Linked DNA regions of Zea mays: region 2 is linked to region 1. A link is a contact called in public Hi-C data. All regions are on one chromosome and are shown on one strand. The core of a region is the stretch at or near the end of the contact, and the rest is flanking DNA. Distances in the headings are between cores, read along the strand shown. Region 1 holds the start of LOC100273539. Region 2 has its middle 60 kb from the start of LOC100276924.

Region 1 (5,966 bases), core at 1,142-3,641:
AGGTTGAAAAGCTCACGCAGACTGTCAGAGAGCTAGAAGAATCTGTTCTTGCTGGTGGTGCAGCCGCAAATGCTGTCAGAGACTACCAGCGGAAAGTTCAGGAGATGAATGTAATACATGAATCCTGATGTCCTTGGAAATGCATTATGCGTTTTAGGATATCTACTTGAGCACCATGACTAATGCAAGTTTTACAACGTTTCCTATTCTTAGGAGGAAATGAAAACTCTTGATCGTGAGCTAGCTCGTGCAAAGGTTTCAGCAAATAGGGTTGCAGTAGTGGTGGCAAATGAGTGGAAAGATGGCGATGATAAAGTAATGCCTGTTAAACGATGGCTCGAGGAGCGAAGGATTCTGCAAGTAAGTGAAATATATCTTTTCTTCTAGTTTTAAGCTGCTACCGAGTTGCTCGTGGTAGATTTGTACAAGTTCTTCAGCGGTGAATTTTATTGATTTGTTGAATATTGTCTTTTTTTGCAGGGAGAAATGCAGCAACTCCGGGACAAACTTGCTATTGCAGAAAGGGCTGCAAGATCAGAAGCTCAACTGAAAGTATACCTTTGCTCTTCATGCTGCTCATGACTACCTTTTCACCCAGTCTTAATTTCAACCTGCCAGGTATTTTCCACTGTCTCTTCGTTATGACCTGTATCAATTAATGCAGGAGAAGTTCCAGCTACGACTTAAGGTACTCGAGGAAGGATTGAGAATGTCTACATCGAGAACCAATGTCAGTGGCACACGCCGCCAGTCTATTGGTGGTGCTGATGGTTTGTCTAAGGCCAACGGCTTCCTGTCAAAACGCCCATCATTCCAGATGAGATCACCAGTGTCTACCACAACGACTCTAGTGAACCATGCAAAAGGAGCGTCCAAGTCGTTTGACGGAGGCTGTAGATCACTTGAACGCTATAAGGGCCATGTAAACGGGAATGGTATGAACGTATCTACCGATTCCAGTGAAGATAAAGATTCAAACAACTCAGATGAGAAGTGTAACGAGTTTGCATCTGCTGAGTCGGAGGACTCGGTGTCAGGTGTTCTATATGATATGTTGCAAAAGGAGGTCATTTCTCTAAGGAAGGCGTGCCACGAAAAGGATCAGAGCCTGAAAGACAAGGACGACGCAGTTGAGGTAAGGACTAGCCTTGAGACTGGCTCGCTGTCCTCTTCATTTGTCTATTGCTTCCTCGTAATGAAGTGATGTGCTGTACAGATGTTGGCAAAGAAAGTAGATACTTTGACAAAAGCTATGGAGTCAGATGCCAAGAAATCGAGGCGCGAGCTAGCTGCTATGGAGAAGGAGCTGGCAGCTGTGCGCTTGGAGAAAGAGCAGGATAACAGGGCAAGACGTTTTGGTAGTTCAAGCGGTTCTGCCAGCAGTTCGCAGCTCCCACCTGGCAGGTAGGAGTAGTTCGCTACCTTGAGTTGAAGAGTCTGTAGTATGTGATTGACCAGATTTGCGTGCATCTTTACTCAGGACTTTACCTAGGAGCGGCTCGGCGCGCAACATGTGAAGGCATGTAGGAATTGACCGAATATGGCTTTGATGATCCTTACTTGGATTAGGACTGGTGACTGGGAAGGAACCTCTCATTGTCCTGGAGAAGATGGCATCAGCGGAAGAGCCTCTTCTGCCTACATCTCGTGGTCGCAGGGATGAACTACTTTGTGTCTAACATCTCCGGCTAGTGTTTTCTTTTCTTTTGTTTTGACGACGTGTCATTCGGTGGTGATTGCTGTTGTTTCTTTTCTTTTGGCAGTTTGATGATCTTTGTTGGTGCTGTATAGGTTTGGTGAGGCGTTGCTCCTTTTTCTTCTTTGGTTTGTTTGTTCGACATATCCGTCGGTCTGGTTGTTTACGATGTAAAATGTACGCACTGAAGAGTTGCTTATGGTTTGCCTGATATTCCCCCCTGTTTCTGTCAGTGTTGGGCAAGTTGATGATAACCAGCATGATGAATGACTCAGCTGGCTGTTGTAACCATGTGCCGAATGATGAAGAAACCGCTTTGCATATGTCTGATGATCACCAGATGAATGGAGTTAGGGCAAGTTCGACCGCTTTGCATATGTCTGATGATCACCAGATGAATGGAGTTAGGGCCAGTTTGGTGCGGCGGCGCGTCTAAGCCGCGGCGGCTGAATCGGCCGCCATACCTGCGGCGGCAAAACTACGGCGCGCCGTGGCGGCTTAGGCCACGCACCCAACAGCCCCTTAAACTGCTGTTACTTTTTTTTTTGTTTTTTTTGTCAGATTATAAAGTGCTGGATTTGGCTTGGCAAGGTGAGAATGAGAGTAACCTTTACTAGCGCTCGCTGTTGCTGTGCGCTGTGCAGGGCGCATCTATCCGCATCTCCGCCCCCCCCCACGGTGGCATCGCCTCGCCTCGCGTCGGATCAATCCATCCCCTCGCCCTCGCCTTCTGCTCTTCCTCATCGGGGGCAGGCGGAGCCGCAGAGGGAGGAGCCGCCGGCGCTAGGAATCCCCAATCCGTATCGCTCCCCCAACGATTTTGAGTATATTGCTGCTGCTTCTCAAGCCTATTCTTATTGTAGATCGAATCGATCAATTCGCTGCATCGACTGATAGTAGATAGGGTTCATACGCCCATTCCATTGATTCGACGATGTTCCGCCGCGACTGTGTGGGATCGCCGCCGCCATGACCCCCGGCTACCTCCCTCCACCTTCGTATCCCGACGTCTTGACCAAACCCCAAACCTGACTCCGACCCCGGTTCCCCGCTGGAAGAGTATAATAGCCAAAACACAAGCGGCCCGTGCGCACCAACCACCACCGGAGCAACAGGATGGCCGATAGCGGCGGAATCAGCGCCGACAACGCCGCGGCCGCTAACGACGACGACGACACCAACACGGCGCCTTTCCCCGACACGGTCCGTATCTTAACCCATCTTTGTTTTTATCTACTCCATCAGTCCGCTTTTCATTCTCTCTAATCCGATGATTGCTGGCTGGATTCTCACCCAAATCAGATCTCCACTGCCTTGCCTTCCAGGTCCAGGTCGGAGGATCTCCCGAGTACAAGGTCGAGAGGAAGCTTGGCAAAGGTGGCTTCGGCCATGTCTTTCTTGGCCGACGTCTGACTGCCGCCCACGCCGCACGCTCCGCGGCGTCCGCTGCCCAAGAGGTTGCCATCAAGTTTGAGCACACTAGCAGCAAGGGCTGTACCTACGGCCCTCCAGCTGAATGGCAAATCTACACGTAAGCGGCTCTTCATCGTTTGTGTCTTTCATCTTCCACTATCACCAACAGATAGTACTATGTTATTACTAGTGTCCGTGGTTCTAAGTGGCTGCCTCTAATCATGTACCAGCGCTCTTGGAGGCACACACGGCGTGCCCAAGGTGCATTATAAAGGTCGTCAGGGTGACTACTATGTCATGGTACCATTCTCCTCCTGCTAATCTTTGACGAATGGATGACCCTTCTGGGTTTAGCTAATGGAGAAATTGACTCTTCTGGGATCAGTGCTCTCGCTTTATAGAGAGAACGGGGGACTGGTCTGAATTTTAGTGAGGATCTTTTTGGGGGTTCTTGCTACTGATGGATCACTTCTAATTTATTTGACTCCTTTTCTGTCTCCAGATTATGGATATGCTGGGGCCTAGTTTGTGGGATTCATGGAATTCATTAGGCCAATCGTGAGTTCCTTAACTCTATTACCTCTCCCAGCGGTTGCCATTTTTTTTTGTCATACCCTTTTTTTGCTCCCCTTTCTGTTTGTAATAATAACTTGTGCTCAAAACTTCCAGCATGCCATCGGAAATGGTGGCTTGCATTGCCATGGAGTCCATTTCCATCTTGGAAAGCATGCATTCTAAAGGGTAAGCGGAGATCTCAAGCATGCTTAATGGCTAATGTTCAATTCATCAGTCTCCTTTTTTATGTTTCTGTGATTTGCTTTTCAGATATGTGCATGGAGACGTCAAACCTGAGAACTTTCTTCTGGGGCAGCCTTCAACGCCTCATGAAAAGAAACTTTATCTTGTGGATCTTGGATTAGGTAAACAAGACTGTTCCAATTAACTTGCATTTTTTTGTGAAATTGTCCCCCTTTCTTATTTCTGCTAGATTACTGGTGGTCTAGAGCATTAGGTCTTTTGATCAGCTTAACAGCTTCTTTGTTAATTTTCACTTGCCAGCAACAAAGTGGAGAGATACTGCTAATGGGCAGCATGTTAGTTATGATCAACGTCCTGATGCCTTTAGGTTTGCCACTTTGTCTCCTATATTTCATATAATATTCATATCTGTCTACTAGTTATGACATTAGTTCTATGTCCAAACTTCTCTCTTGCCTTCATAATCTAGAGGAACAGTCAGATATGCTAGTGTCCATGCACATTTAGGAAGAACCGCTAGCAGGAGAGATGATTTGGAGTCACTTGCCTATACACTAGTATTCCTTCACCGGGGCAGGTTGCCATGGCAGGGATATCAGGTATCTTACTGTATAATCTTTTAATCTTATTCTCTCCATTTGGAGCCATTTTTTTCTTGAGTAGTCTTGTTTGACCATTGATTTTTTTGTGGGACCTGTGTTTACAGGGTGATAATAAATCATTTTTGGTGTGCAAGAGAAAGATGAGTACCTCACCTGAGGCCCTCTGCGGCATATGTCCTCAACCTTTCAAGGAGTTTCTTGAGGCCGTTGTCAACATGAAGTTTGATGAAGAGCCAAACTATTCCAAGTTGATTTCATTGTTTGACAGTTTAATTGGACCAATCCCTTCCATTAGACCAATCAATACTGATGGAGCCCAAAAGGTTTGTTTCAGGCATCAGATATATCATTGGCGAGTTCAAGTGAAACACACCTTTAAAATCTAGATACACCTGGGTTATATATTTAGTGGACATGCTCACCCTGCAGGTAGGGCAGAAGCGTGCCAGGTTGCTTAATGATGACGACGACCATGTAAAAAAGAAGATTCGGCTGGGTGCTCCTGCAACACAGTGGATTTCAGTATACAATTCAAGGCAACCTATGAAGCAGAGGTTAATGTTATTTCTCAAGTTAATTTCTTCCTGTAGACTGTATATCCTGTTTCGAGTATCCATCCAGAGTTATATTATCGTAGTGTGTTCTGTATCGTTCTTTCTTTTAAAAGTAAATTCCCATTTTTTTGCTATTTGGTATAAAAATCTGATTCATTCACTGAAAGGAACCAAGTTAACGACATGGCAATACTGCTTGTAGATCATAATTTCTACTGGGTTAACCCAAATTTAAAAGGAAAAACTTTTTTAATCCCTTGAGAACCAAAGATAATCCATAATGCTTATGCAGTTTTTTAGGTTCATCAATGCACCGATATTCTTTTTGTGTATTTCGTCACCGCAAAAGGATAATTGACTTCTGCCCTTGATAGGTACCACTATAATGTGGCTGATGCAAGGTTAGCGCAACATGTGGAGAAAGGAAATGAGGATGGTTTGTTGATAAGTTCAATATCATCATGCGCAAATCTTTGGGCAATCATTATGGATGCAGGAACTGGCTTCTCAGCTCAAGTTTATGAGCTATCTTCACACTTTCTTCATAAGGTAGGACCTTCCCATCTGCACCTCATGTTCATTCTCTTTTGATGTTCTCAATTTTGCAAAAAACAAAAACAAAAACACAGGAGTGGATCATGGAACAATGGGATAAAAGTTTCTACATCAGTTCTGTTGCTGGCTCCAACAATGGAAGTTCTATTGTAGTGATGTCAAAAGGTATAAATGTTTTTCTTGTGACATGTATCATTACCTTACTGTATCCCCACTTGCTTGTGACAAGAACAGTGTTGTCACTCTTGCTGCATTGCTGCATATACATTCATTACTCAGCAATCTTCCCTACAGATGCAGTATATCCGTGACTATTCTATATTTAATGCTCCATCTGTTCCAAATTCAAATTCATTTTAGTTAATTAATGGGTTCATACAATATTTG
Region 2 (5,376 bases), core at 547-3,046, 420 kb after region 1:
ATTTCGGTTCGGTCTATTCAGTCTACCGAATAGACTCGAACAATAGAGATACTATTATCTTTTGTTAAGATATATACAATTAATAATTTAATTGAAAATACTATTATTACAACAAGTGACTATAAAAAATAGCATATTGGAATATATATACTATCGTTAAGATGATATCCTAATTTTTACCTAATAAGTTCACAAATCATATAGTAATACCATCATATATTAAGAGTTTTTTTATATTTCGGATTATTAGGTCTATTCGGATTTTAAAAGTTAGGAATCGAACTCATACCTCGAAATATAGTATTTATAGGAACCGAATCAAATCTCAAAACCCGAATAGACCAATAATTCGGTCTATTCAGATTCAGTTTGGGTTTAGATTCGGTTTCGATTTTAAAATGTCCACACACTAGTGGCGGCGAGTACGGCCACCGCGCCAACGCGCGCACCGGCATGAAACAACACAGGCGCAGCGCAGCAGTAGCTCGTTAATCCCACCTCGCCTAGTCTACAGCAAGAAACACCAAGTCACCTGTATAAAACATGCCATGCCCTACTGAAACCAAAGTGCTAAACGGAAGGCCTGACCAGGACGACAATTTAAGAACTTGGGCTAGAGTGGGCTGTCCACAAAATTTTTTATTTCAGCCCACGTGCTCACTATTTTTAACGACCGAATATTTTTTACTATATTTAACGTTTGGATATTTATTCGGATAAAAGTCGGATGTATCCAATCGAATATATTTTACTATATATTTAACGGTCGGATATTTATTCAGATAAAAGTCAGATGTATTCGATAAAATTATTGCATATATAATATTGACGGATATCAGACTGTAACACCTCAAAATCTCTCACATTAAAATATCTTTCTCATTGTGAGAATTAGATAATTTTTTTAAAGATTTTGTGTTGGAATTTTTTTAAAAAACTTTTGAAGTCATATTCCCTAAAAAATATCCCTCTTAATAAAGAGTTAGCTAAAAGGTAACCATATGAAGTTAGTTATCTCACTATCGAATTAAAAGTATTCTCTAAAAGATTCAAACATATCTTGGTTATCTCACTATCGAATTAAAAGTATTCTCTAAAAGATTCAAACATATCTTGGTGTAGTTTACATTAGAAGATATTTTCCCAAACAAGATATTGTTTCATGTGTTTTATCATAAAATCTAGAGGCAAATAATGGGAAGGAGAATAAATAGTAAATAAATAAATTTTAAGAATTTGAAGTACTACTTAAGTGATAGTTGTGTTTAATATTTGGGAATTTGAAGTTCAAACTTTAATTTAAATTTAGTTTGGAATCCATTGGGACCTTTCCTCTTCAAAATCAATTGAGAGTACTAAATTAATTAAGTGACCAATAAATAGATGAAGGGAGGGTGATCTCTTGCTAATGATGTTGTGGTTATGCATTTTATGGAAAACATAAGCTTGACCTTAAAATTTTAAATGAAAACATAAAATAGAAATTGAGAAAGGAAATTTTAATGGAGTCATTTAAGACCTTTTCACAAATAAACAATAGAGAAAAAATAAATAATAATATTATAAAACATATATTCACATCAAGTTTATATTTGAAAAGGGGAATTGGAAATTCAAAACAGAAAGTTTCAATAGGTTTGAACTTGAAATAGAAATTTGAAAATGTGAAAGGAAGTAAAATAAAAAGGAAAAGGATAAACCGCTCTTGGGCCATCTTCACTTCTCCTCGGCCCACTTCGGCCCATCAATGCCTGACCGCGCGGCCGCCGCCGACTCTGGCGCGCGGGCCCCTCGTCATCAGCCCCTCGTGCGCGCATCATCCGTGCCCTTTTGCCACTGCCACGCGGGCCCGTTTGCCAACCGGGAGTGGGGGCGTCGACAAGTTCGGCTCGCTCTCCAGTCCCTCACTAGCTGGGTCGTTCTTCCTCCCCTGGTCGTTACACCAGGGCCGATTTACTCGCTTGGGATGCCGCCTGCGCGCTCGTGGTGGCCGTTCAAGGCCCCTGGCGCTGTTGGTTCATCCCGCAACCCGTCCTTGGGCTACAAATACTCGAGACCCCACACCCTCTGGCCCCTGATGCGTAGCGCCAAGCCACCGCCACCATTGCAGAGGGAGAGAAGTGAGCACCGTCGCGGGAGGGAAAACCTTGATTCGCCATCCACCGTGCCGAGGGTGTAGTGACGGGGGCTTCTTTAGGTCGGGGGAAATCTGGTTGTGCCCTCACCACGCGGAATTTCCAACCTAGGTCCGGTGAATCGCCCAACGGAGCGCAGGGCCGCCGCGGACAACCTCTTCCTGTGGTGTGAGTCCTGAATCGCGCAATCCTTCATGAGTACCGCCCCCATCGTTCCGCTTTCATCCCTGCTTTGTATAACACCTATTATTTCAAAGTTGGAACCAGGGAATCACCCACCTGGTGGGCACCGGCCATGGCGCCACCGCGCCGGCCTCCCGCGCCGTCATACCGATTGGGCGCGCGGGGGAAGATTCGCGACCCACTATCCGATCTTGGTCGGACGACCGGGATGTGATGGCATACTCTCCTGTTCGCCTAAACCGTGGAATCAGTGATGGACGATCCAGATTGCGTCATAGCTATTTTAAATCCGGCCCGTGGGTTTCGGATCGGGCGGGCGCTGTGTGATACCGAATTGGGTCAGATGCGATCTAATCCTGTCACACCCGGATTTTGGGGCACCAAGACCCGAGCGCGAACATAATCACCAGGTGTGCTGGAACCAAGTCTCACACATATGATGAATCATGGCACAGGATCGAATGTCACATCTTTACTACATAACAGGAATTCTATACAAAATAAATAAATAATTACATTATAAGGAGACAACGGTCCAGCAACCCAAAGTTGACTGGGAGACGACGACCTAGACTACTCACGAGCACATCGCAGCATCCTCCATGCACCTCATCTTGGGGTACCTGTTCTTGACCTGTGGGGGGGTGTGAGACAGCAAGAGTGAGCTCACATACGTTCATCGCTCAACAAGTTGTGGGGAATAATGTGCATGAACTCGCCAAAGGTGGGAGCTCACAAAGTGTAAGGCTTACCAAAGAGGATGGTTGAAGCTGAGCATTGCTTTTAGAGTTGATCAAAATTTTATTAGCAATTACTAAGTATAAGTAAATACCAACCCAATTAAGTAATAGAACAAAAGTAACAACATCACCTGCGATGCAATGCATATGACCAATTGAACTTAGGTTCCATAAATTAATCATCAGAGAGTCCTGAGCTGCTCATGACCGTGAGCTCAGTTAGTATACCGGTTTTACACTCTGCAGAGGTTGTACCCTTTACCCACAAGTCGTGTATCCCATGTCGCCAGGGTTAGCTAGACCCTTAAACACTACCGAGGTGAATGGCTAGGGATCCACTACGAGGCCTTTACAAAGTTCCACTAGCTTCCGAAAACCCGCTACAGTTTATGGGAAGAGCACTTGCAAGAATCCCCCGTCTGACCGCCATCACAGCAAAATCAACCTGAGAACCTCCTTGCATGCAATCCCCTACTGCCCTTGCCCCTTTCGGGTAAGGTAGTCTTCCACTAGCTTTCCTAGTTAGTCAGCCAAGGGCGTCCATAAACCCTTGTGGTGGCACATGTTTCTCAAGTTAAGCTCTATGTTCCAATTAACATTAATGATCTTGACATGAACATAAATAGAATAACAAAATAACTGGAACATAGATATGATAAATAATTATCCCAAATCCATGTAAAGCAATAGCAAACTACCCAAGTGATTCAGGGGTAAACAAGGTAATGAGATAAACAATCTAGGGTAACCTATTGGGTCCCATCAAAATTAACCTATGCATGAATAAATGATATTAAAGAACATTATTGGGTAAAAAGTGGTCAAGGGCACAACTTGCCTGAGACTTGAGATTCCAGGTACCAACTTGCTCTTCGGTGACTCGTGACCTCACTGCTAAACGTAGCAATACAGACAAACATGTATAGGCAAAATTAACATCACACCAAACATAAGAACAAACTGAATAATAATGATCTACGCGAAGCTACGAGATCGTGGGATCAAGAACCACTAAATTCGGAGCTACGGTTATTAAGTTATGAATTTCCGAAATCATTTAGTGCTTAGAATAGATTAATCAAATGAACAATTTTAATTCAAGTTTCATGGCTAAATAGTGTTACTGGTTGATAGACAATATTAATACAAAATTATAGGAACTGGAATGGACTTAAAAGGAGCTAAAATAAATTTTCCAGGAATTAAACAAGTTTTAGATTTAATTTTATACTAGAAAAGTATTTTCTATATTCATTTATTCAATTCCTTCAAGTCCTGGCCTTCTCGCACTATTTCTAAGAAGTGCAGGGTCAATTCTGTAAAAATTAGGACCTTTCTGTAATTACTTTATAACTAGGTTGGATGACGGGTTCATTTTGCAGATTTCCAGGGACTCTTTAGCAAAACAACCAGCCGAACGGGTATCGGCCAAGGTGGGCCAGTGGATTACGCACGAACGGCGCGGATTAGACTGAGTCACCAGCGAAGTGGTATGCGGCACAGACCGTCCAATCCGCGATCTATGGCGCAGATTTAATTATTCTGGAGTCACTCTGCTCCACCTGATCCAAAATCAAGCGCCAGGATCTAATCTAGCGCGAAGGGTATGTGGATCCTAATCTGGACGGTTGCCCAAGGATCTGACGGTGCCCACCTGTCTTCTACCCTCGGCCAATCCGCGGCGGCGCGAACAGTCTCCCCCACGGCCGCGCCATTACCAGAGAGGCTCCACTATGGCTCCGGTGCCTAAAACTTCAACCGAGTGGATCCTACACAATGCGGTGATGAACACGAGTTCGGGCAAGCAACTATTACCGATAATCGGGCGCGCAGTCGCACTATCCACGACGAGGGGCGGCTCCACCGCGAGTCAATGGCTCCAGTGACAAATCCAGGGGTCCCTGGTCGCAAATCCCGCCCAATGAGGTCACCAACGTCTTCCCCGCGGCCCGGTGCAACACTTAAGCCCACGGGTTTGAGCTTCGAGCCACGGCGAGGATGAAATCCCCGGTGGCGGAAACTCCCTACACTGCTCCCTCACGCAACAGCGGTGGCAAGGGTAATGGCGTTTGGGTATGGCTTGAATCAAGTTACCAAGGACACAAAAGGGGAGATTTATATCCCAAGCCCGCACAGGCGATCCCATCCCAACGGACTCCGGAGCTGACGCGTGGATCACGCAACGGCATGCGAGGGCGACGGGTTTAGTTGCGCGAAGCTAGGAAAGGACTGACAAACCGAGCCACCGTCCAGTGACCCGCAACCCGGTGAGGCGATCCGCGCACGTGATATGAGACTGGGCAGCGGGCCCCACGTGT

The links. Hi-C and Micro-C count contacts between places; a contact is called where the count stands out from the background.
Region 2: a contact with region 1 is called in a Hi-C map of leaf, with 2.5 times the contacts expected there. The contact joins the enhancer-like site here to the promoter of LOC100273539 in region 1. A contact is called at or near these places in 14 of 25 Hi-C or Micro-C datasets (bundle sheath, ear, endosperm and 5 more) and 1 of 3 datasets of contacts at active chromatin or transcription factors (leaf).

Annotation. Positions count from the first base shown.
Region 1 is chr3:105,014,786-105,020,751 of Zm-B73-REFERENCE-NAM-5.0, forward strand. LOC100273539 reads left to right here and starts at 2,392. Exons shown (of 15, transcript NM_001320083.1): 1 at 2,392-2,899; 2 at 3,022-3,227; 3 at 3,340-3,409; 4 at 3,612-3,667; 5 at 3,779-3,850; 6 at 3,935-4,029; 7 at 4,169-4,235; 8 at 4,338-4,467; 9 at 4,575-4,793; 10 at 4,900-5,024; 11 at 5,399-5,573; 12 at 5,654-5,744. The coding sequence starts at 2,813. It overlaps LOC103652066, which reads left to right. Exons shown (of 11, transcript NM_001368680.1): 6 at 1-110; 7 at 214-360; 8 at 481-552; 9 at 665-1,135; 10 at 1,217-1,404; 11 at 1,481-1,909. The coding sequence ends at 1,517.
Region 2 is chr3:105,439,110-105,444,485 of Zm-B73-REFERENCE-NAM-5.0, forward strand. No RefSeq gene overlaps it. Among protein-coding and RNA genes, the nearest start is that of LOC100276924, 60 kb to the right of the region's middle. Within about 2 kb of position 1,797, at least 17 of the 20 cell types and tissues checked have an H3K27ac peak or open chromatin away from gene starts, as enhancers often do. A contact at or near this core is called in bundle sheath, ear, endosperm and 3 more, where this site is marked.